Regions from separate parts of the Mus musculus genome. Here regions 2, 3 and 4 are each linked to region 1. The links are chromatin contacts, called in public Hi-C and promoter capture Hi-C maps. All regions are on one chromosome and are shown on one strand. Each heading gives the region's core, a stretch centred on a gene start, on an enhancer-like site or on the middle of the called end of the contact. The rest is flanking DNA. Distances are from core to core; before and after follow the strand shown. Region 1 holds the start of Kel (Kell blood group). Region 2 holds the start of Zyx (zyxin). Region 3 has its middle 65 kb from the start of 2210010C04Rik. Region 4 holds the start of Gstk1 (glutathione S-transferase kappa 1).

Region 1 (2,506 bases), core at 5-2,504:
TGTTTCTGGCCTCACCATTCTTCTAGCCATCCAAGACAACAACAAAGCCGATCTGTGACCCCTTTACAATTTCCTAGCCCTAAAATCAGATTCCATGACTATTTTCCTGTGAAATCTTTACTACATGTTCGTTTCATTTGCCATCAGCTTAGGCCAGATCTTGCTTCATCATAGCACACTGGCAGGGTAGCCACTACCTTCTGGAGTTTTTGTTTCAATCTTTCCAAATCACAGTATCACACAGTTCTTTCTCAAATATTATTTTATTTTGTCACACGTTCCCTCAAGGGGCTCATTGTTCCCAATATCTTGCTTTATATGGCATTAAGTTTAGACCTTCCTTCATGACACTTGTCCCAAGTGACACTCTAGCTTTGCCTTACTTTTCAAATTGCATAGCCACCCTGCTGCATCCATGCCCCTCCCAGTGAATTCAAACTGCTGATACATACCATTAGCTTGACTATCTTAATACATCTCATTTTGCCTATGATGAGAATATAGAGAACAGAAATGTGTGTGCTTTGCTGCGACTGCTAACGGGGGCTCAGTGTGATGTGGAAAGCAGGATTTGGGCTTTAAAATTTCATCCATTCTGACTAACATTTATGAAACATCTTTGTAGATTAAGAAGAAAAAGAAATACTGTACCTACCGTAAAACATTCTCAACCGATAAGGAGATGAGGATCACATTGTCATAATATAGTGCAGAGTAAAGAAAGAGTCTCATAAGGGCTTCATTCTTTTCCAGCAGATATGAGACCCTGTGAGGCAGGCATGGGAAACTATTACCTTCATTTTCCAGATGATAAAACTTGCTTACCTTTCTGAGAGTACAAGTGGCTTGTTTATTGTTACAAAGCTAATAATTAGCAGATTGGGGTCTGCTACTTGGGTGATCTTTTTAATGTGTGGCTCTGACTACAACCAACAGGGCCATGGCTCACAAGGACAAGCAATGAAGCATGCTTGGGAACAGTGTTTAATGGGATGCTGAGCTCTCCCTGGCAAGTGCCATTTGACTCAGGAACTAAAGAATCTGGGAGATTTCAATCAAAAAAGAGAGGAGAGGAGAAAAGGATATTCAAGAAATAAAGAGACATTATGAACAAAGTTACAGAGCCAAACACAAGGAGCAGACGCAGGGCAAGATTGCTTGTTGAGTGAGCTCCTCCCTCTCTCCCCTGAGAAACTAAGATAAAAGAGGAGGTGAGGCCTGAGTGTTCCCTCACTGATAAGCAGGCTCCACCCAGAGGCCAACAGTACACATTTGGGGACAGAGAGAGTGGAAGAGTTGCCCCTTCTCCAGGGCCACTGGGACTAGGGGCAAAAGGGAGGTCATTTTCTGAATGCTTTAGATACAGCAGCTGAAACAAAACCAGAGAGGATTCTGGGAGCCAGAGAGGAGCAGAGACAGATGGCAAGTGTTCTTGAGAAACATCCCCTTCTGGAGACAGAGCCTAGTTGGGGGTTAGGGTGGCTATGTGCAAATATTGTGTCTCCCCAACAAGTGCTAGAGAGGAGGGAGTCTGAAGCCTCCAGAATAGAAGGGACAAGCAAGGCAGTTAATGGGGGAAGGTGGGGAAACTGGAACACCCAAGAAGTGCTTCATTCGGGAAATGGCCTTAAGATGAAAATGTGGGGAGGAGGGCCAGAGTGGCATGACAATTCTATCTTTAATATATCCTTCCTTTTGGAACCAGATTCTTTGCCCTCCTCCTTCCTCTAGTCACTTCAGGAGGAGAAGGACAAAAAGGGGGAAAGCTGAGGGGACAGAGCCAGAGCAGCACAATGGGACCTCCCTGGAGCCAGGAGGTAAGTGGCCTCTGCCATCACACTGATATCTTCTTTTTCTAAAGTCCTGAAAATCCTGTTTGATCCTTTCATCAAATGAATGCAATCTGTACTAAAGATCTAAGAAAGGCTGGCTTTTAAGGAGAATAAACAGAATTGCCTCTATACAAAGGAACAATAACACTAACCCTTTTACCCCCTTCTCCTTATAATCTTGTCCTCTCTATCCTCCCAAACTTCTTTGTGATGTTTTTCTTTTCCCCCTCTTGGTTCCCTGACTAGAGTTCTCCAGAAGAGAGGCTTCCCACTGAATGGAGCAGACAGTTGACAAGAGCCAGATGGGTGCTGCTAGCTGTCCTGCTCTGTGGCCTGCTCCTTGGTTCTTCTATGCTTTGGTTTTACATCTTCCGGAACTGTGGTCCTTGTAAGATCATGGAACACCCCTGACCCAGGCAGCCCTCTGTCATATGCCTTGGTCCCTACCTCTAATACTCCTGCCCCATGCCAAACTTGCCCCTATCTTCATGGTCCCTGGGGATCTAGACTGCTTTCTCTCTGAATCCAACACACAGCAGGCAACAAGTCCTAAGGTCTGTCCCTCCTATGCACCTCACTAAAAGTCCTTTGCCAGCCCCTGGGGGGAGCCCTTGTTCACTTTGTTCTTCTTACCTAGCTCTGAGCTTTTCTTTCACAGGTCCATGTGAGACACC
Region 2 (2,506 bases), core at 5-2,504, 650 kb before region 1:
AAGATGTCCTCCTCCAGAGGAGCAGGGGGGAATGGTTCCTCGATCATCGGGGGAGGTGGAGGTGGGAAGGCACCTCCCAGGGCACCCTCTGAGTCGTCGCCCTCCCCAATAAGGGGAGGAGGGGGCAAAGGAAAGTCTGGGTAGGAAGGAGAGAAAAGGCTATCAGTACCGACCCTCTTTCCTCCTCTCCTCAGACGACTGCTTTAACCCCTAATCCAAGAACTCTTTCCTGCATCCCAAGAGTGTGTGCAGACCATAACGAGGGGCTCAGGATGCCCTGGGCGAAGCAGGTCGAGTGAGAACGAGCCAGGTTGAAGAACCGTGCAGCTCCCGTTACACTTCAGAGAACGGATCCAGAGGGGAAGATTCCTGGCCCACATTCCCGCCTCCTACCCCCAGGCGGGAGACTTGGAACAGTCCCAAGGGTCCTGGCTCCCAGCCAGGAGCTCCAAGATGAGGTAAGAACATCTGCTCAGGACAGGGTAGCCACCCAGCGCCCAGCCCCCTCCGCAACAGCCTTTTCAGACAACCCCAAATTCCCCAAACCACCGACCCCCACCCCTGGCGCCCGAGAAAGATCAGGGCCCCCAATCCCAGCCGCATACCTTCCGGGGGTGGTGGTGGGATCTCGCCCACCCGACCCATCTGCGCTCTTTGGGCCCCGGCTGCTACAGGAGGCTCGCTGTCCCCAGGCCGGAAAGGATTCACTTTGGGCTTTGGGGCCACAACCGGGGCGAACTTCTTCTGCGGGGCGTAAAACGCGGGGGCCGAGACGGAGACGGAGATCGCGGGAGGCGGGCGGGGGGCCGCCATGGCCAGGCCGGGCTGCAGGGGGTGGGGTCGTCAGGTTACGCAGAGCGGTGTCGGACTGACACTCCTCGGTCTAAGCGCCCCTCGGTGACCCCACCCGCGCCTCCCCGCGTCCCCTTCCCGGGGCGGCGGAGCTTCTCCCCGCTCCTCACCGCGCGCAGGAGCGTGAGAGGCGCGTCTCGGATGACCGCCTCGGCGCCGAGTCCGCGGACTCTGCGTCCCGGTCCGGAGCCGCTTCTAGCCAAGCGGGGAGGGACGTCGTGCACGGGAAGGGAGGGAGGGGGCGGGGAGAGAGCGGCGCCCAGACCATACAAGGAGCGGCCCGGAGAGGGGGCGGGGAGAGACCGGGGAGGGAGGACCCGACAGGAAACTCCCCCAGGAAGGGGCCCAGGTCCTGCCCCGGGCTCCAGGCTCTGCAAAGGTCCGCCTGCGGCCTCCCTACTCACCACCGCCCCCGCCGGGCACAGACCACCCTTCCCCAGCACAGGCCTCTGATGTCATTTCCTGACCTGCCACCTACCCCACCTCCCTCCTCCCGACCCGCGAGTGCTGGAGAACTGACTCACTGTCCGCACTCCAGGCTGAGCAGGCTGGCTAGTAATCCCAGCGGTCCTGAAGCAGCTCAGTCGCGCACCCCGGGCCTGCCTGCCATTGACCGACCCCGCCCCTCCCTGCAGCTTCAGCTCCGCGTCCCACGTGTCCTGTGGTCAGTCCCGGAACGCAGGACTGGGATGGAACTGTACTCCTGGGTGGGCGGGGGATGGTGAAGGGACGTTGGCCCTGCGGGCACTTGGCTCCCAGGCCGGCCTTCTGTAACCCACTAGTGTGTGAGCAGGAGCCTAAGCTGGGGGAATGCTAACTTCCTGAGCTAGGCAGCCTCTTAAGGCTTCTAGGAATTCGCTTTGCCCTAGACCCGCCTGCAATAGTATTGCCCCGGGGACAAGAGTCCAGTGCTTTGAGTCCAGGAATGGAGGTACAAGGGCGAAGTCAGGGCGAGTGGTCAGACAACCTAGGAAGACCCAAATAGCCCCCGGGGACTAGTCCTTGAGGATCCCTTCAGCAAGCCTTTCCCAGTCCCTCAAGAGTCTTTGGGTTGTCAGCGCGCCCCGGGACAAAGCTCGGTGGAGCCCCCCACTGGTCCTACCAGATTCCTCAGCCTGAGACTGCCCCAGGCTACATGAAAGAGATATGACTAAGCTGGTGTCTGCTTTTCTTACTTTCTTAATCTTGCATCTTTCCCTTCCGATCTTCTTCTTCTTCTTCTTTTTTTTTTTTTAAACAACACACGGAAACTTCGTCCAAATTATAGAGTTACGAGCTAGAGCCTCTAGTCCAATATCCAACCCTCGGTGCTTCCTTTGGTTTCGCCCTGTCATCCCTGGCTGAGGCTCCAAACCTTGGCGCTCCCCATCTGCTGCACCCTACTGTCCAGTATGGTTGGTCAGTATATGTCCTTGAGCTATGCTTTAGGGGCATGCAAACTAACCCCATGAACCTAGGATAAGAAACTGGGGGATGTTACCTGAAAAGACGGCCCCAAGGGTTGCACTCAGGTCAGAGTTAATTAACCCTGTTGGCAAAGATGGAGAAACTCCGTGAGGTCAGGGAGCCTGGTTTCCAACTCAGTGGACAAGATTTTTCATTCATTCGGTTTCATTGCCTCCATTGTAAAAGGGATGGCATTTAGTTCGTTTGC
Region 3 (2,506 bases), core at 3-2,502, 600 kb after region 1:
TATTTATGTATCATATATATGATATATATCAAAATAGATAAGAAATATGCATATGCAGTTAAGAGTCAGTGACACATGCTTATAGAGAAAAGGAATTATTACAAAACACTAAAGTGGAAAAATTGGTTACTAATAATAGATAGGAGTATAAGGATATCATTAGCATTTTATTTATACACCATTGAATTTTTAATATTAAAAGGTATTTTATCTCCATAAAACTATGACATTTATAATTTTTTCATCAGGTGGAATATTTTATAATTTCTAAATAGAAAAAGACAAAAATCTATACCAGTGGGACACTGAAAAAAGGTTCATTTCCTTAATAAACTTAATAAATTGTAAAGCATAAAAGGCCCAAGAATTTAAGTATCGTGGCTGGCTTATGACTGGGGGTGGGTAAAAAGGAGTTTGATGTACTTGATATGTCTGTTTGATTTTAATAATTATAACTAACTTGGCTTTGACCTGTTAAATCCTGCCTACCATGAGAAAGTCAGGGCAACCTGTGAACTAAATAAATCCTTTCCTTCCCAAATTACTTTCAGTTACAGTTGTTTATTACAACAATAAAAAGCAAAGTAGGAAAATGTATGTGTGTTGTGTATGTGGAGAGAGAGAGAGAGAGAGAGAGAGAGAGAGAGAGAGAGAGACTCTTTATTCTCAGAGAATTTGAATAATTCTGTATTTAATAGGAAAAGTGCATTAGCACCATCTAGTGCCTAGTGTTTTAAATCTGAATTAAGTTCCTTGTATAATTTCTATTAATTCATGTTTTAATTTCTCTGGGCCTCTAGAGAGACTCGGTTTTGTTTATAATTCAGGTCATGTCAACTACACTATTATTCTAGAATTCATCGTAGGTTACAACTTTGTCAAGTGTGACTTCAGCAAGTAGGTGCGAAGATCTATTTTCCCTAAAGAAGATGCCTTTTAAGCTTTGATTCTCAAGTCATCTATTTTTGTTCTTCTCTGCCTCAGGACATTAAATTACACAAGTCTTTGAAGACTTAATGTGAATCATTCAGGCAAGAAGCTTGTGTTTTAATCTACTTTCGGTCTGTATTGAGGGATTATTTCAACCTCAAATGATTCTCAGAATTTTACAAAACCACATACTATATTCACTCTATAAATGGATTCTGCATTGTCATAATTGATGCTTTATAGCTATAAAGGAGGAACTGAACCTTCCTTGTTTAAAGTAAGCAGAGAGCTCTGGTAAGTGCCTTGTACCATGGCCGAGGTTGAGAATGGGTAGCAGATGAAACACAGTTATGTCTTGGACATCCAAAAACCCACAAATGCACACTCATGAGACAATGTAGCAGGTGTCCTATCCTCAAATTATCAAGAAGTATCTTTCTCTCAAGAAAATCAAGTGGCATTAGAGAAGTCATTTGTTTTCTCCATCACTTTTTATTTCTAGTGTTGATGATTTTTCGACTTGCTATCCTATCTTCAGAAGACACCAAAATCTAGGCAGAAGATGAGGGACTGAAATAGAGAGAAGAAAGAAGCCCAGGAGGTTAGTGAGAGGATATGAAGCTCAGACTTGCAGAAAGGAGTGTGATCACGATAAAACTCAGGATAGAAATTTCTGGTTCCATAAGATAAAGGGATAAAGATTCTCAGATAATACGGCTGGACTTCTGAAATGGCCAAGTCAAAAACTAAAGATGATTTCCTTATATTTCTTTGTTCAAATATTGGGCTTTAGTACTTAGGACATCTTTTGGGACAAGCAATAAAATCAGAACAAAACCACAGTTCCTACAAAAGGAGCTTTTCAGCCCCAAGAAGAAGAGAGGAAGTTTTTGTTTATCAACAAATAAATGTGAAATAGTGACTGTTAAGTCAAAATCAGGAAAATCTAACATGCTCTAGTGTCCTAATCTAATAGTCAAAAGAACATTTCCTTAAGGAAGTGGTGTTGGGCATCAGGGAGAAAGGTTGACATACATTCACAGAGAGTACAGATTGGGAGAAGCAGAGCCTTTTGGTCAAAGCAAAGTAGTTAAGAAAAGGAAATTATGGCTAGGCTGCAGAAGGTAGGTACTCTTGGGTAAGAGCTGAGTTCTTGGCCAACATTATTTTCTCTGATTCAAAGATTACCCTGTGATGTCACTTTTACTATCTTTTTACCATATTTTGAAGGTTTCCTGCAGTTCCCAACCCATAATATGCAAGTTCTCATCTCTCTCCTTTTTCACTTACTCTGTACTGAGGCCATTGCTGGAGCTTACTTACACATCATACTTTGCACACTTACACTTGAGCAGGAGACCAACAAACAAGCAGTGATGGGAACCTCCTCTCCCAACTCTACTTGGACATCCTCACATTATCTTTATGATTTGGGATTCTAACCACATGGGTTTTCTTGTTCATTTGTTTGTTTTTGTTCTCTCTATATGTATTCCTTTTAGACCAGCATTCTTAACCTTTGCCTTAAGTGGCAAGTAATGCTGCTCTTATCAAATCTGAACGGAACCTGTGTTGG
Region 4 (2,506 bases), core at 2-2,501, 540 kb before region 1:
GATGCTGGGTTCCCCACACAAGCATGTTTTATTTCTTGATATCCTATGAAAGCCTCAGCTGGACTGCTCTCCACTACATTCCCCAGTGTTTCTGACCCTCTTCACTTATTTATTTCTGTTTCCTCTGAAACTGGAGTTATAGGTGGTTGTGACCCACCATTGTGGGTGCTGGGAATTAAATTAGGTCCTCTGGAAGAGCAGCCGGTGCTCTTAACTGCCGAGTCTTCTCTTCATCCTCCTCCTCACCTTTCTTCACAGTCTCACCAAAGAAATCCTTGGGTATGTTGAGGGGAACCTGGAAGAACTGCTTCAGGAGAGGAATCTCTTTGAAGATGTACTGGCCTTTTCGGGGAACCATAGCAGGTGGTTGGTTTCCTGGCAGTGGAGAGTTAAGACAACTGGTGAGAGAGGACATGAGGGTCTACTGGAACCTCTCCAGTAGAAAGCAAACTACTAGTTTAGGCTGAGGTCTGCATACTCAGTGCAGGACAGGCCCCTCAGGCCACAGAAAGCAACCCTCCTTGCCCAGAGAGGTGGAGCTTCTTCATGCTTACCGCTGTCTTTCATGATCCCAGCGATTAAAGTGGGCCGCAACTGCAGCTTTATATTCCAGAGGTGTTGGTATCTGCATAGGACCTACAAGTGCAGAGATAAGAAGGGGAGCTTGTGTGGCATTTGAGGGCTGTCTTCTGCCTCTAAGTGCTGGACAGAGATGGGGACTTCACACTGAACTGGTTGGTTTAATAGGACAAAACTCTCAGTTCTTTGAAATAGATACCAGAATGCTTACTCCAGTGTACGGTTTTCATCCCGTAGAGCATCCTAGCGCCCCTGATCCCCCTCCCCGAACTTGACCTAGCTTCATTGGAGTTGCCTCTGTTCTTTCTAGGGTCTGTGGAAAGAGAATATTTGACCTTAGGATCAGGACCCTACTTGGCGGAGTCTCGGTCCGTTTAAAGGCACAAAGTGAACTTGAACCTGAACCCTGTGCTAACCCTGAGGGCATCCACTGGAATTTCTGCAGCCCGGTGATCAGTGCCCCACTGTGCACTCGCCTCGCAGACCACAACCCGGGCGGCTCCCCCGTGTCACCTCAAAGCCCAGCCAGGAGTACGGGGACAGCACGTCGTAGAAGAGTTCCAGGATGCGCGGCGCCGGCCCCATTCTACAGTGGTGAGAGAAAGTGAACTTGAAGCCTTGGGCTGCCGAAGAGCTTTAGGTAGCTGAAGAGCAAGCAGCCAATCGTAGTCCGCGAATTGCAGGCGGGTCTGCTAAGGGCCCTAGTGCGCAGTCTCCGGGAGAGGCCCCGCCCTATAGGGCTGGCCCAGGGGTGTACACGGGTAGACCAAGAGCGGATGAGGAAGGCGGAGTCTGAGATAAAGGGGAAGGTCAGATCCAGAGAAGGATCTCAAGTGTGTGCAGCCAGCTCTAGAACTTTGTCCCTCAAGCAAGAAGGCAATACACAAGGATCCAAATTTGCGTTGGATGACGTTTAAAGACCGGCAATATGGAAGTTCCGAATTGCATCTTTTATTGTATTCACTTTCTCAGAGATAAGAACAATGTTTAGAATGAATTTGACAGTTGACATAGTGGTCTTTTAAAAAATCTTCATTCTATACATTACAGCACACCCAGGGGATGCCTGAAACTGTAGATGAAACTCTACATATTATGTTTTTTTTCTACACACAGTAAATTATAACTTATAAATTAGGCACATTAGTGATGAATGCTAGAAGAACCATAACATGCCACACTAAAATTTGTGCCTTATTATAATAAAAATGTTACTTGAACATAAGTATTTCATCAGTACAGCACTTGATCTGATAACGGAGGTGGTCACAGAAATGGAGGTAGGTAATATATACAGTGTGGACACACTAAACAAAAGGATGACTTACATCCCAAGAGGGAAGGCACAGGACTTCATCTGCTACTAGTATTATTCATTTATTTAGGGTTTTTGGGGGAGTGGGGTGGGGTCTTGATATGTTGCTTTGTATATCCTGGAACCATATACTATTGTTATCATTTATTATTAAAAGTTTTGGTATTATAGATGATATGGGGGGAAAAACAAAAATATATTCCCTTTTCGTCTGTGGAGGGGGTTTAGTGGGTCAATGGTGCAACTGTGTTGACCTGATTTTTGATCTTCAGAGTACACATGATGCTGTGTTTAGTAGCATTAATCTGTAATCCCAGTGTTCCTACTATGAGATAGGAGGTAGAGACAAGAGAGTCCTTGGAAGCTCCCTGGCCACTTATCTTAGCATACATAATACTGCTGTATATTCAGAACCTTGATTAAACAAGGTGGACAACAAGGAAAGACCTCCTCATGTGGGGTGCCCACATTGTAATATTCAAACATACGCACATCACATACTGACAGGTTAAAAATGTACTTACTTTTATTTTCTTACACCATTATATTGCTGAGAGTAATAGCTAGTGTTAAAAGAAAGCTTTAGACAACTTAGAGTACCTTTAGCAAAGA

What was found. Promoter capture Hi-C pulls out the DNA fragments that hold promoters and counts their contacts. Hi-C and Micro-C count contacts between places; a contact is called where the count stands out from the background.
Region 2: a contact with region 1 is called in a Hi-C map of the G1E-ER4 cell line, with 2.7 times the contacts expected there. The contact joins the promoter of Zyx here to the promoter of Kel in region 1. A contact is called at or near these places in 2 of 484 Hi-C or Micro-C datasets (both in the G1E-ER4 cell line).
Region 3: a Hi-C map of the G1E-ER4 cell line shows a contact between it and region 1, with 4 times the contacts expected there. The contact joins the enhancer-like site here to the promoter of Kel in region 1. A contact is called at or near these places in 4 of 39 promoter capture datasets (embryonic stem cells, hematopoietic stem and progenitor cells, hippocampal neurons and 1 more), 3 of 484 Hi-C or Micro-C datasets (all in the G1E-ER4 cell line) and 2 of 9 other capture datasets (adipose tissue and liver).
Region 4: a promoter capture Hi-C map of stem cell-derived epiblast-like cells shows a contact between it and region 1, with 4 times the contacts expected there. The contact joins the promoter of Gstk1 here to the promoter of Kel in region 1. A contact is called at or near these places in 10 of 39 promoter capture datasets (cranial neural crest, embryonic stem cells, frontonasal cranial neural crest and 5 more) and 1 of 9 other capture datasets (embryonic stem cells).

The regions. Positions count from the first base shown.
Region 1 is chr6:41,703,073-41,705,578 of GRCm38.p6, reverse strand. It overlaps Kel (Kell blood group), which reads left to right and starts at 1,254. Exons shown (of 19, transcript NM_032540.3): 1 at 1,254-1,422; 2 at 1,706-1,817; 3 at 2,079-2,220; 4 at 2,491-2,506. The coding sequence starts at 1,794.
Region 2 is chr6:42,348,576-42,351,081 of GRCm38.p6, reverse strand. Zyx (zyxin) reads right to left here and starts at 1,254. Exons shown (of 10, transcript NM_011777.3): 1 at 963-1,254; 2 at 606-825; 3 at 1-136. The coding sequence starts at 813.
Region 3 is chr6:41,099,112-41,101,617 of GRCm38.p6, reverse strand. It overlaps Tcrb. Among named protein-coding and RNA genes, the nearest start is that of 2210010C04Rik, 65 kb to the right of the region's middle. Within about 2 kb of position 1,252, at least 4 of the 459 cell types and tissues checked have an H3K27ac peak or open chromatin away from gene starts, as enhancers often do. A contact at or near this core is called in the G1E-ER4 cell line, where this site is marked.
Region 4 is chr6:42,244,680-42,247,185 of GRCm38.p6, reverse strand. Gstk1 (glutathione S-transferase kappa 1) reads right to left here and starts at 1,251. Exons shown (of 8, transcript NM_029555.2): 1 at 1,093-1,251; 2 at 555-636; 3 at 247-375. The coding sequence starts at 1,164.